2 separate regions of the Sus scrofa genome follow, and region 1 is linked to region 2. Evidence: chromatin contacts called from public Hi-C data. All regions are on one chromosome and are shown on one strand. The core of a region is the stretch at or near the end of the contact, and the rest is flanking DNA. Distances in the headings are between cores, read along the strand shown. Region 1 holds the start of LMNB1 (lamin-B1). Region 2 holds the start of CEP120 (centrosomal protein of 120 kDa).

Region 1 (4,957 bases), core at 744-3,243, 2.9 Mb after region 2:
TTAATTATTGCAAATCCCTGCAAGGTAGGAATCATCTATAATAACTTCTATAAAGTTACATTGCTATCACAGTCAATTCTCAACTGACTGCAGTATACTTGTTTCAGCAAATAGGATATAATCTGAGTTTCCCAAAACAATCTGAGATTGAGAAGTTCTATCAAGAGAAAATTTCCTGGGGTTGAGAGCAGGAGAGATCATGCCTGAAAATCACTTCACAGTCTTAAAACTTCAAAAATGTTGGGAAAATAATTTTTAAAAATCTCCAAATATTTTTAAAAATCTGAGGTAAAAGGAAAATAAGGACTGAAAACCAAGCCATCGGTGTGGTGGAAAGAGCTTCAAGGAGAGTGGATTTACATCCCATTTTGGATTCTGCTACCTTGGACCCAGCACTCACCTTCTTTAAGCCTCATTTCTTTCTATGTAATTTCGATTTTTCAAGATCCTTTTCATTTATTAAAATTATTTTAATACTTATATACATCACCAACTTCACAACAGAACCTTTTCAACTCACTGTGAAGGAGGGAGGTATTTTAGATAACAGGGCAGGAAATAAAACCATTCATGAGAGTATCATGATCATAGAGTGCCTGGAAATTCATGGAGGATGATATGCAGCCTGGTGCCCTTCACTAATTCCTATGTACATGGCTACTATGTAAAGAACGTTCAGTCTTTATTTCTGCCATTATTAAAGTAACCTGTAATTATTCTACAGATGTGTCCCTAATAGGTTATGAGGTGCTCGTCTAGGTTATAGTTAAGGGCAAGGCTCTGGAGTCAAATGAAGCCGCTTGGGTTTCAGTGCAGTCCTGTGTCCTGCTCTGCTGTAAGGAAATTCATCTATTACATGGACACATTTTCTTTTTTTGGCCACCCCGGCTATGTGGAAGTTCCCTAGCCAGGGATCGAACGGGCGCCACGGCAGCGACCCAAGCACCTGCAGTGACAACTCCTTGATCCTTAATCCACTGAACCCAAGAACTCCCCAAGGATACATTTTCAAATGCAAAGACTCCAGTTCCCACATCAAAAGCAAGTGTGTGGACGGATAATTCAAGAAAAGCTCAGGTAAGGCACATAGACAATTTCAGTGTCAGCCTGAAAGTTAAAATGGATTCATGGACATTCTATTGGCATTGTTGTCAATTACATTTTAGGGATCCCTTTTTAAAGCAAAAGTCATTTCTACTTAAGTTTTCACAAGTTTAGATCTTGATGCATCAGATTTTACTGCAGCATGACAATAAACAGCATGTTTACTATCTGCTTAGTAACATGTTAATCGTATCACTTGTGAGGTGGTTTTGATTTTATAGCGCCCTAAATTGTTAAGAAATAGATGGATCAGGGACTGCTCATCAGCAGTTGGCGTTTCTGGGATCTTATCTGTCGGCTTGGCTGCAGGACACGCGTGCGTCAATTTGATGGGAGGAGGTGTTCTGATACACCATTTTCCCCTTGAGAGAAAAAAGGCTTCCCTTGGACCCCGCACGCAGTTGGTTTTGAACCTCGGACACCAGCGTCCATTACGTAACTCCAAGGCGGCCCGGCCTCCAGGCAGTTTTCCGAACCCTCTCCGCGGGGCGGGGTATAAGGTTACAATGCCCGCGGTCGTCCCGGCCTCTACGAGTTTTGCGCGTGGCTGTTAGAGACGTTTACTTTTGAATTTCCCTGAACCGCCGGGTGTGGGCGGCGGCTCGGACCCGCCCCGGAAACCTCTGGGCTCCTTCCCGCCATCCGCTGGCCCGGCCCCGCCGGGGGTCCCCGCAGGGTGGTGGGGAAGACCAGGCCGGCTCAGGGCCCCGGGCCGCCGCGCGAGCAGTCCTCGCCGCCCCTCCCCGCCGCCCTCAGTCCTTCCCCCGCCACGCCCAGCCAGGCGCTCACAGACCCGACAGTTGCCAGAAGGCATGATTTTGAATTTACAGGCCCGCCCCCTGCTGCTGGCTCCCCATTGGCCAGTGACGGTCACGTGAGGTATCAGAGCGCGCCGGCCATCTTGGGAAGCGCGGCGCCGCGGTCCGCGCCACCTCCGCCCCCGCCCGCCCCTCCGCCCTCCTCCCCCCGCCCGCGGCTCAGCGCCGTTTGAGAGGAAACAAAGTGCTGCGGGCGGGAGACTCAGCGGCGGCGGCGGCGCGCGGATTCTGCTCGGCCATCCCGGCCACCCTTGCCCCGTATTTCCCGAGCGTGTGTGTGCGCGCGTGTGTGAGTGTGTGCATGTTTTCTTACACAGGATATTTTACGACTGATTGATTTTGTAGTCCTCCCCCTTTGCCCTTTGTGCTGTAACCCCTCTCCCGCCATCCCAGGTGCTTCGTCCTTCCTCCTCACGCCGGTCTCTCCGCGAGCGTGGGTCGCCGGTTCGCGCCTTCTCTCCCGCTTCGGCCCCTGCCGCCCCTCTTATTCCCGTGCTGCCCACGGCCTCCGCGCCCCGCTCTCCCCGCCGATCGCCATGGCGACAGCGACCCCCGTGCAGTCGCGCACGGGCAGCCGCGCGGGCGGCCCCACCACGCCGCTGAGCCCCACGCGGCTGTCGCGGCTGCAGGAGAAGGAGGAGCTGCGCGAGCTCAACGACCGGCTGGCCGTGTACATCGACAAGGTGCGCAGCCTGGAGACAGAGAACAGCGCGCTGCAGCTGCAGGTGACCGAACGCGAGGAGGTGCGTGGCCGCGAGCTCACCGGCCTCAAGGCTCTCTACGAGACAGAGCTGGCCGACGCACGACGCGCGCTCGACGACACGGCCCGCGAACGCGCCAAGCTGCAGATCGAGCTGGGCAAGTTCAAAGCCGAGCACGACCAGCTGCTCCTCAAGTGAGTGCTCGCCTGGCGGCCGCGGTAACTCACACGAGGGGTGGGGGGCGCAGCTCGGGCGGGAGGGTGAAGGCCTGGGTGCCTACGCCCTTCGGAAAGGGCAGGGTTTCCATCTCCAAGAAGGAGGAAGAATCTAGTGTTTTTCAGCAGGCGCAGGGGTCCCGCAGGGGCCTCAAGTTGTAGCGGTGGTAAAACCGGGATGTACATTTCCCGATCTTGGGTTCCCTGTGGGACCCGGCGAAGTGCGCGCCTCTGACCGCGGAGGAGTAACGCCCGGCTTCGGGCCTCGGACTCCGGGATCCAGAAGGCTTTTGCGCGCCGAGGCCGGGCAAGCGCCAGGTGCGGGGAGGTGGCTTCTGGGCACGCGCTTAAATGCGCGCCACGGTTTCCGGCCGGACCGAGACAAAGCGTCTGGTGGGTTTGCGGGGCAGGAATGGCCGGCTGGGGAGGACGGGCTGCCGGCCTAGAGAATGAATGAGCTCTGCGCGGGCGGAGAGAGGAAGGGGAGGGACCTGCCTCTGGCGTCCTGGTCTCCCGGGGGTGGGTCTCGCTTTGGCGCGCTCAGTTTTGGCCCTGTGACTTTTTGCGATCCTTCTGCGCTTGCTTTGGGCTGGGAGGGAGGGGAGGAGTCAGAACTGCGCGCCACCGCCGGCTCCGGGCAAGTTGGGTTTTCGAGCTCCTTTAGCTTTCCCTGGGGAAAGATGTCTTTGCTGCGGAGACACACGCGGGCCCTTGGGTGCGTCTGTGCACTGGACTCCACAAGAGTTTTTGCATGTCGCTGCCACCGTTCTCCGATCGGCCGACTGCTTGCCCCCAACAGCAGCCCCCTCCCCTAGCTTTTGCACCACTAACGTATAGTCACTTGGTTTTTCCGGTATAGAAGAGACCAAGCTCAGTCCCCACATCTGTCATTGTGCTGACAGGTCAGGGCAGATGAAAGGATGTGTAAATGTGGAGAGTTGTGGGGAGGGAGAACTTGTAATTATTCCACATAACAGGATCCGAATTTTCAGTCCAGGGCACAAGGCTAAATTTGCAAGCCTTTGTTGATCCTACCTTGCTTTTTTTGATGGGCAAAATGGCATAGCTGTCATCAGTAGGCAGCTACTGTTTATGTCACGCTTTAGAAGATTGCTCACTTTGCTCCCAGAATTCGTGGTCTCTACGCCCTATTGCCAGTTGAAATTTCTGGAGGTACCTGATGCTGACTGACTTTGTTCCTCTGATATTTCTGTCTGTATCCATGTCTCGGTCTCTGATTCGTATATGTGAGCTTCTATTTCCCTCTCTTGTTAAATACATGGAAAACGGTTTGTAAGGAATATGTGTACTTGGTAAAAATAAAATAGTATAGACTGGTGTATAGTGAAAAACTGTACGTCTTCTGCCTCTTTCCAGGAGACAGTCACATTTAGCCCTTCTGTTTTTATTTCGCGGATATTTAATTCCACAAAACAAAAATAATAATTAGCTTATGTTTTTGTTTCCTGGACTTACTAACCTTTGGAGTCATCTTTGGAAATGGGTCAGTTCACTCACTACTGTTTCCATCTTCCTCCAGATTTTTTCATTACTGAATTTCTTCACATCTTGGATGTGGTTGTTTATATGATTCACCATTATCATGTGTAGCACTAAGAAGAAAAAAACTTCAGGGCCAACTATGTAGGATCCATCCTGTTGGACCCATTCTGGTTTCAGAGATGTTAAAGCATGGCAGAGATTGTGTCACCTGCCAGTTACTGTTTTATGCAAAAGTTAGACGGAGATTTGGAAAAAAAGGTTATTGCTCTCATGTTGCAATAGGGGCGATAACCCACAAGCAAATAAATACTGAATTTCATCTGATTTGAAGCATTTTGATGCGGGTGCTGTTATAATCTTTCCAGAAGTTATCCCTGAAGGTTTTTCACACAGTAACAAGACTGCCACCTGGCTGACTATAGTTGTAAAATGCTCTGCATGTGTTGTACAATGCATGTTGGTTTCAGCAAGATTAAAAGTGAAGAATATGTGTATTAGAATCAAATCAGTATATGTGATATAATGTTAGGTAATAACATAACTAGGGGGAATAAAAATAAAGCCGGATAAAGGGATGGTGTGGTTAAGAAAGTCCTGTCTGAGGACTTGATAATTG
Region 2 (5,176 bases), core at 352-2,851:
TTCCACAACTCGAAAATTAGGTTTCCAGTGTTTTCTTCCCTCTCAACCTCCCCCCACACCCATACTCCTAGGCCCTCCCCATACCTTTTTTTTGGGGGGGACACCACCATGACAATCCCCAGCCATTCCTCTATCTCACTACTCAAGATGACTCCTTCTTGTCCTGTTATTCATAACTCACCCTCAATTTACCTATCGACTCTCTCCATTTTGCTGCATCCTGCTCTCAACCTCACTGAATTAAAGCAAACAGAAGCAAGCCTTGCTTTACTACACCTTAAATGCCACCGGCTCTTCCTTTTGCCTGGAATGCCCTTCCTTCCTTTTTCCACTTGACGAATTCCTAATCATCTTTTAGGACCCGAATAAACTCCATCTCCTCTAGGAAACCTTTCCCAGCTTGCCCAGGCAAAAGAGACCATACCCACACCCTGATGCATTATTTGAATGATTTGTTGCTCTTCATGCTACACCTTTAGCTTTTAGAACCAGGACTGGTTTACAGGCTCAGCGCACTGCCTCACAGTCAGTGAGATGCCTAATAAACAAATGTCACTCCTTCGACAAATCAAACTTTAAGGCATGCAAGTGTAACAGACCCTCCTGACAACTGTCTTCTAAGGCCCCCATCGACTTGTAAAGAGAAACTTGTACTAGAGTGAAAGCAAAATTTTCACCAATGGTATTACCGGGAAGTCGCTGAACAGATCGTGCTTTCCAAGCACACTTTCAGCTCATAATATCAAAGTCACATACACGCTGCTTCTGATGCAAATCGTTTTGCCAAGATCCTCTGGGGTCTATGGCTAGTCACGCTATATATCACCGATCTCTAACAGCGCTCATATTCCCTTGAGGGATTTTTAAATCAATTGCCTAACGGACCTCACTACGTACAACTCTGAACAAGTCTCTGGGGGCCGCACAAGCCAGGGTTCCTAAGGTTAACAAAGCCTCGGCCCCGCACTACTCTGTTAAAATTCTGGAAGCAGCAGTTGCAAAAGCAGGTGCCGGGCCACTCACCTTCGAGGATGGACACGACGATGAGCAGTTGGTCGGACTTGGAGACCATGGTCGCGGTCGGCGGCCCACAGGCGGGGTCTGCTGGGAGGAAGAGGGGCCCGGGTGAGCTGCAGGTAGCCCGCCACCCACGGCAGGGCTCTGGGTGAGGCTTCCGTCGCCCGCCCGTGGCCCCAGACGCCCGGACCCAGCTCTGCGGCCCGCTTGTAGCGCGCCCGGCTTCCCGTCCCCAGGCTGACAGTCCACCCGCAACCGGGCCCCGACAGAAGACAAAAGCCACTCAGCAGCCGGCTGGGCCAGTCTGCAGGGAGAGGGGAGCCCGCCGCCTGAGCACCTTTTGCCGCCCGCGTAGCCGCTTTTCAAACGCCCGGGCAGCCGCCGCGGCCGCCACCGCGCCCCGCTTCCGCCTAGCAACCAGGCCCGCAGGCCCTGCGCGCAGGGGAGGCTGGAGGACAAAGGGTGATAGAGACCAGGGCAGTCGAAGATAGAACGCCCCTTAGCCGGCTTCCCTTCCTGGCCTTTTACGCTACGTTCCAGAGGTCTCGGGAGAAGACTAGCCATTACCTCACAGCGCCCCCTGCTAGCCGGATGGGGGAAAGCGGGCGATTTGGTGGAGAACAACTGCGCAGGCGCACTACTGCAGTAAACACTTCCTGAAGTTCCCCTGGGAGGAACGTGAATGCGCTGTATTCTCTGCTTTATGCCCTAAACAACCTGGAAATTGTATCAGTAGTCATTAAAGGAAAAACAAACAAACAAACAAAAACAACAATTAGGTCTGTTCAGGTCCCAAGTATCAACACTGCTTAGAAGTTAAGTTACAGAGCAATAATAATTTACATCTGAACTCTGAAATTGCTAAATTGTCCTCGCGCTGCAGCTCAAGTTTCCACGCCTTATAAACAAGTAGCGTCAATACGGTAATTACTGTAACGTTGGCAGTGACGTAAGCTCTCTGAGAATTTCCTGTGCTTTAGAAATTACCCTAAAACAAAAACATTGTCACGTGGGCAGTGAAATTAAAGGTATAGGGTTTTCTAACCCCGGACCACAAAGTAACTAATTAGCAAAATCAAGACCAGAAATTAAACAAGGCTGACAACCGACATTTTCCCTTTTCCACCCTTCTCCCCCTAAAACTTCAGGCATTATTTTAGAGAAGATTAAAAATCTTTTGGAGGTCACCTAGTTTGAAATTGGATCTTGGACGAGATAGGTGGGAGGGAAGAGGAAGAGAGTACAATTTCTCCTTCCCCACCTCCACCTCTGCTTTGTGCAGGGAGCTGGAGACCATACTAGATTACTTCTAAGACCCTTTCAGGGCATTCCCTGGTGGCCCAGCCGTTAAGGACGCAAGGCTGTGGCTGGGGGTTCAGTCCCAAGCCAGGGAACTTCATGCTGGGAGACCCAAAAAAAGAGGAGTTCACTCGCCTTGTGACTCAGTGGAAACTACCCCACCTAGTATCCACGAGAATGCGGGTTCCTTCCCTGGCCTGGCTCAGCGGGGTAAGCATCCAGCGTTGCTGTGACCTGTGGCATAGGCTGGCGACTACAGCTCCACTTGGACCCTAGCCTGAGAACTTCTATATGCTGTGCTGCCCTAAAAAGAAAAAAAAAAAAAGTGGAAGAATCTAAATCCTTTTCAGGACCCTTCAGAGGCCTCCCTGAGTGAAATAACACATTATGCCATATAAAATCAAAATAATGATCTACTTTGGGTTCATTGTTGAATGATACATTCTTTTGAGGAAAATATCAGACTCGAAAGTAGATAGAATAATGTAATGAACCTGTAGGTACCCACAACACAGCTCCAACAATTATCAGCTTAAAACCAATCATCTTCATCTGGTGCAGAGGAGCCATGATTTGAAGGAAATCCCTTATATATTGATTATTCTCTTTCAATATGTACCTCTAAAAAGAGAGACTTTTTTTAAACAATCTTAAAACGTCAGATACTTAACCACAAGTGAGCTATTGCATCTTAAAAGTTAACAGCAATTCCTTAATATAATTAAGTTGTCATGCTCAAATTTCCTTGATTGTCTAAAAATTTTTTTCAGTTAGTTTGTTCAAATCAGGACCCAAACAAGTTCCAGAATATAATGTATTTGGTTGATCTCTCTCTTGCCTCTTCTTCTCTAGAAGTACTAACTCCCACTTTTTTTTCTCTTGAAACTCTTCACTGAAAAAACTAGTCTTGTGTCCTACAGAGTTTACCACAGTCTAAATTTTGTTGATGCAATATCAGTGTTGTTATTTAATATATACTCCAATGAGCAGTCTAATATGTCTACATACTCAAAAAATAATAATGGGAGTTCCTATTGTGGTGCAGTGATTAATGAGTCCAACTAGGAACCATGAGGTTGCGGGTTCAATCCCTGTCCTTGCTCAGTGGGTTAAGGATCCGGCGTTGCCGTGAGCTGTGGTGTAGGTTGCAGACGCGGCTCGGATCCTGTGTTGCTGTGTCTCTGGTGTAGGCCGGCAGCTATAGCTCCGATTCGACCCCTAGCCTGGGAACCTCCATATGCTGCAGGAGTGGCCCAAGAAATGGCAAAAAGACAAATAATAATAATAATAATGGAGTTCCCTTCATGGCTCAGCAGAAATGAATCTGACTAGCATCCATGAGGACGCAGATTTGATCCCTGGCTTTGCTCAGTGGGTTAAGGATTCAGCGTTGCCATGAGCTGTGGTATAGGTTGCAGACATGGCTCAAATCCCAAGTTGCTGTGACTGTGGTGTAGGCCAGCAGCTGCAGCTCCAATTCGACCCCTAGTTTGGGAACCTCCATATGTCACAGGTGTAACTCTCAAAAGACCAAAAGAAAAAAAAATAAAAGCAAACAGAGTAACAACAAGCAAAAACAAGGTTACCAGGAGTGTAAAACACTACTTAACATTAAATGCTACACAAGGGAGGCCAAAGCACTAAGTATCTCCAGTGGAAAGAACACCCAGGAGATCAGAGTTTGGGACCTTCCTCTGCCATCATCATGCTGGGTGACCTTAAGCAAGTCACATAACTCTTTTAACTTCAGCTTCAGCTAGGCAATTACCATTGTATATGCTACCCATATGTGATTCTTTAGTACAGGACTTAAATACAGTAAATGCCATTTGGTTACTACCTTTTAATATGAACAACCTCGGACCTTAAGTAGCAGCTGTAAAAGAACTAGGAACTGCCATCAATATACTTCATTGTTTTTGCTTTCGGATGTACAGCTGGGCTGAAACCCTAGATTACAAACCATCACTGAACGCCAGAGAATGATCCCAGGTCAGAAAAAAATCTGTCAAATGATTAAAATAAACTGGGAAACTTTTTCACATAGTAAAATTTTTACATAGTTCTCTTTATCTGGATCCCCCTGCCAAACAATACTATTACTTCTAAAATCACCTTATCACACTTTGTGCTGCAATGAACATTTAATTCTACCAGAGCATAGCTGTCTTAGTTTCAGGGGTACAGCAAAGTGAATCAGTTATACGTATACATATATCCATTCTTTTTTTCCCCATATAGGTTATTTCAAACTTTTGAGTAGATTTTCCCTTGCTATACAGTAGATTCTAGTGAATCATCTATTTCATACAGTAATGTGTGTATTTTATTTCCACCCTCACAATTCCCCCCCCCCCCAGTGCTTTCACCTATGGTATCCATTGGATTGGTTTTGAAATCTGTGAGTTTGTCTTATAAATAAGTTCTTTTCTACAAATTTCATTAGATTCCACATCTAAGTGATATCATATGATATCTTTCAGTATGATAATCTCTCAGTATGATAATCCCTGGGCACATCCATGTTGCTGCAAATGGCATTATTTCATTCATTTTTATAGCTAAATAATATTCTATTATATATATATGTATATATATATATATATATATATATGCATCTTTTTATCCATTCCTCTCTCAATGGACATTTAAGTTGCTTCCATGTCTTGACTATTGTAAATAGTGCTGCAATGAACATTGGAACCGTGTATTTTTTCAAATTACAGTTTTCTTCAGGTATATGCCCAGAAGTAGGATTGCTGAATCACATGGTAGTTCTATATTTAGTTTTTAAAGGAAACTCTAATGTGTGAAAAAAGAATGTATACATGTGTGTGTAACTGAGTCACCATGCTGTACA

The links. A called contact is a pair of places that touch in the nucleus more often than the background predicts.
Region 1: a Hi-C map of liver shows a contact between it and region 2, with 6 times the contacts expected there. The contact joins the promoter of LMNB1 here to the promoter of CEP120 in region 2. A contact is called at or near these places in 1 of 5 promoter capture datasets (liver) and 1 of 47 Hi-C or Micro-C datasets (liver).

What each region holds. Positions count from the first base shown.
Region 1 is chr2:129,805,235-129,810,191 of Sscrofa11.1, forward strand. It overlaps LMNB1 (lamin-B1), which reads left to right and starts at 1,994. Exons shown (of 11, transcript XM_003123882.5): 1 at 1,994-2,817. The coding sequence starts at 2,459.
Region 2 is chr2:126,928,516-126,933,691 of Sscrofa11.1, forward strand. It overlaps CEP120 (centrosomal protein of 120 kDa), which reads right to left and starts at 1,602. Exons shown (of 21, transcript XR_002341873.1): 1 at 1,355-1,602; 2 at 1,024-1,101.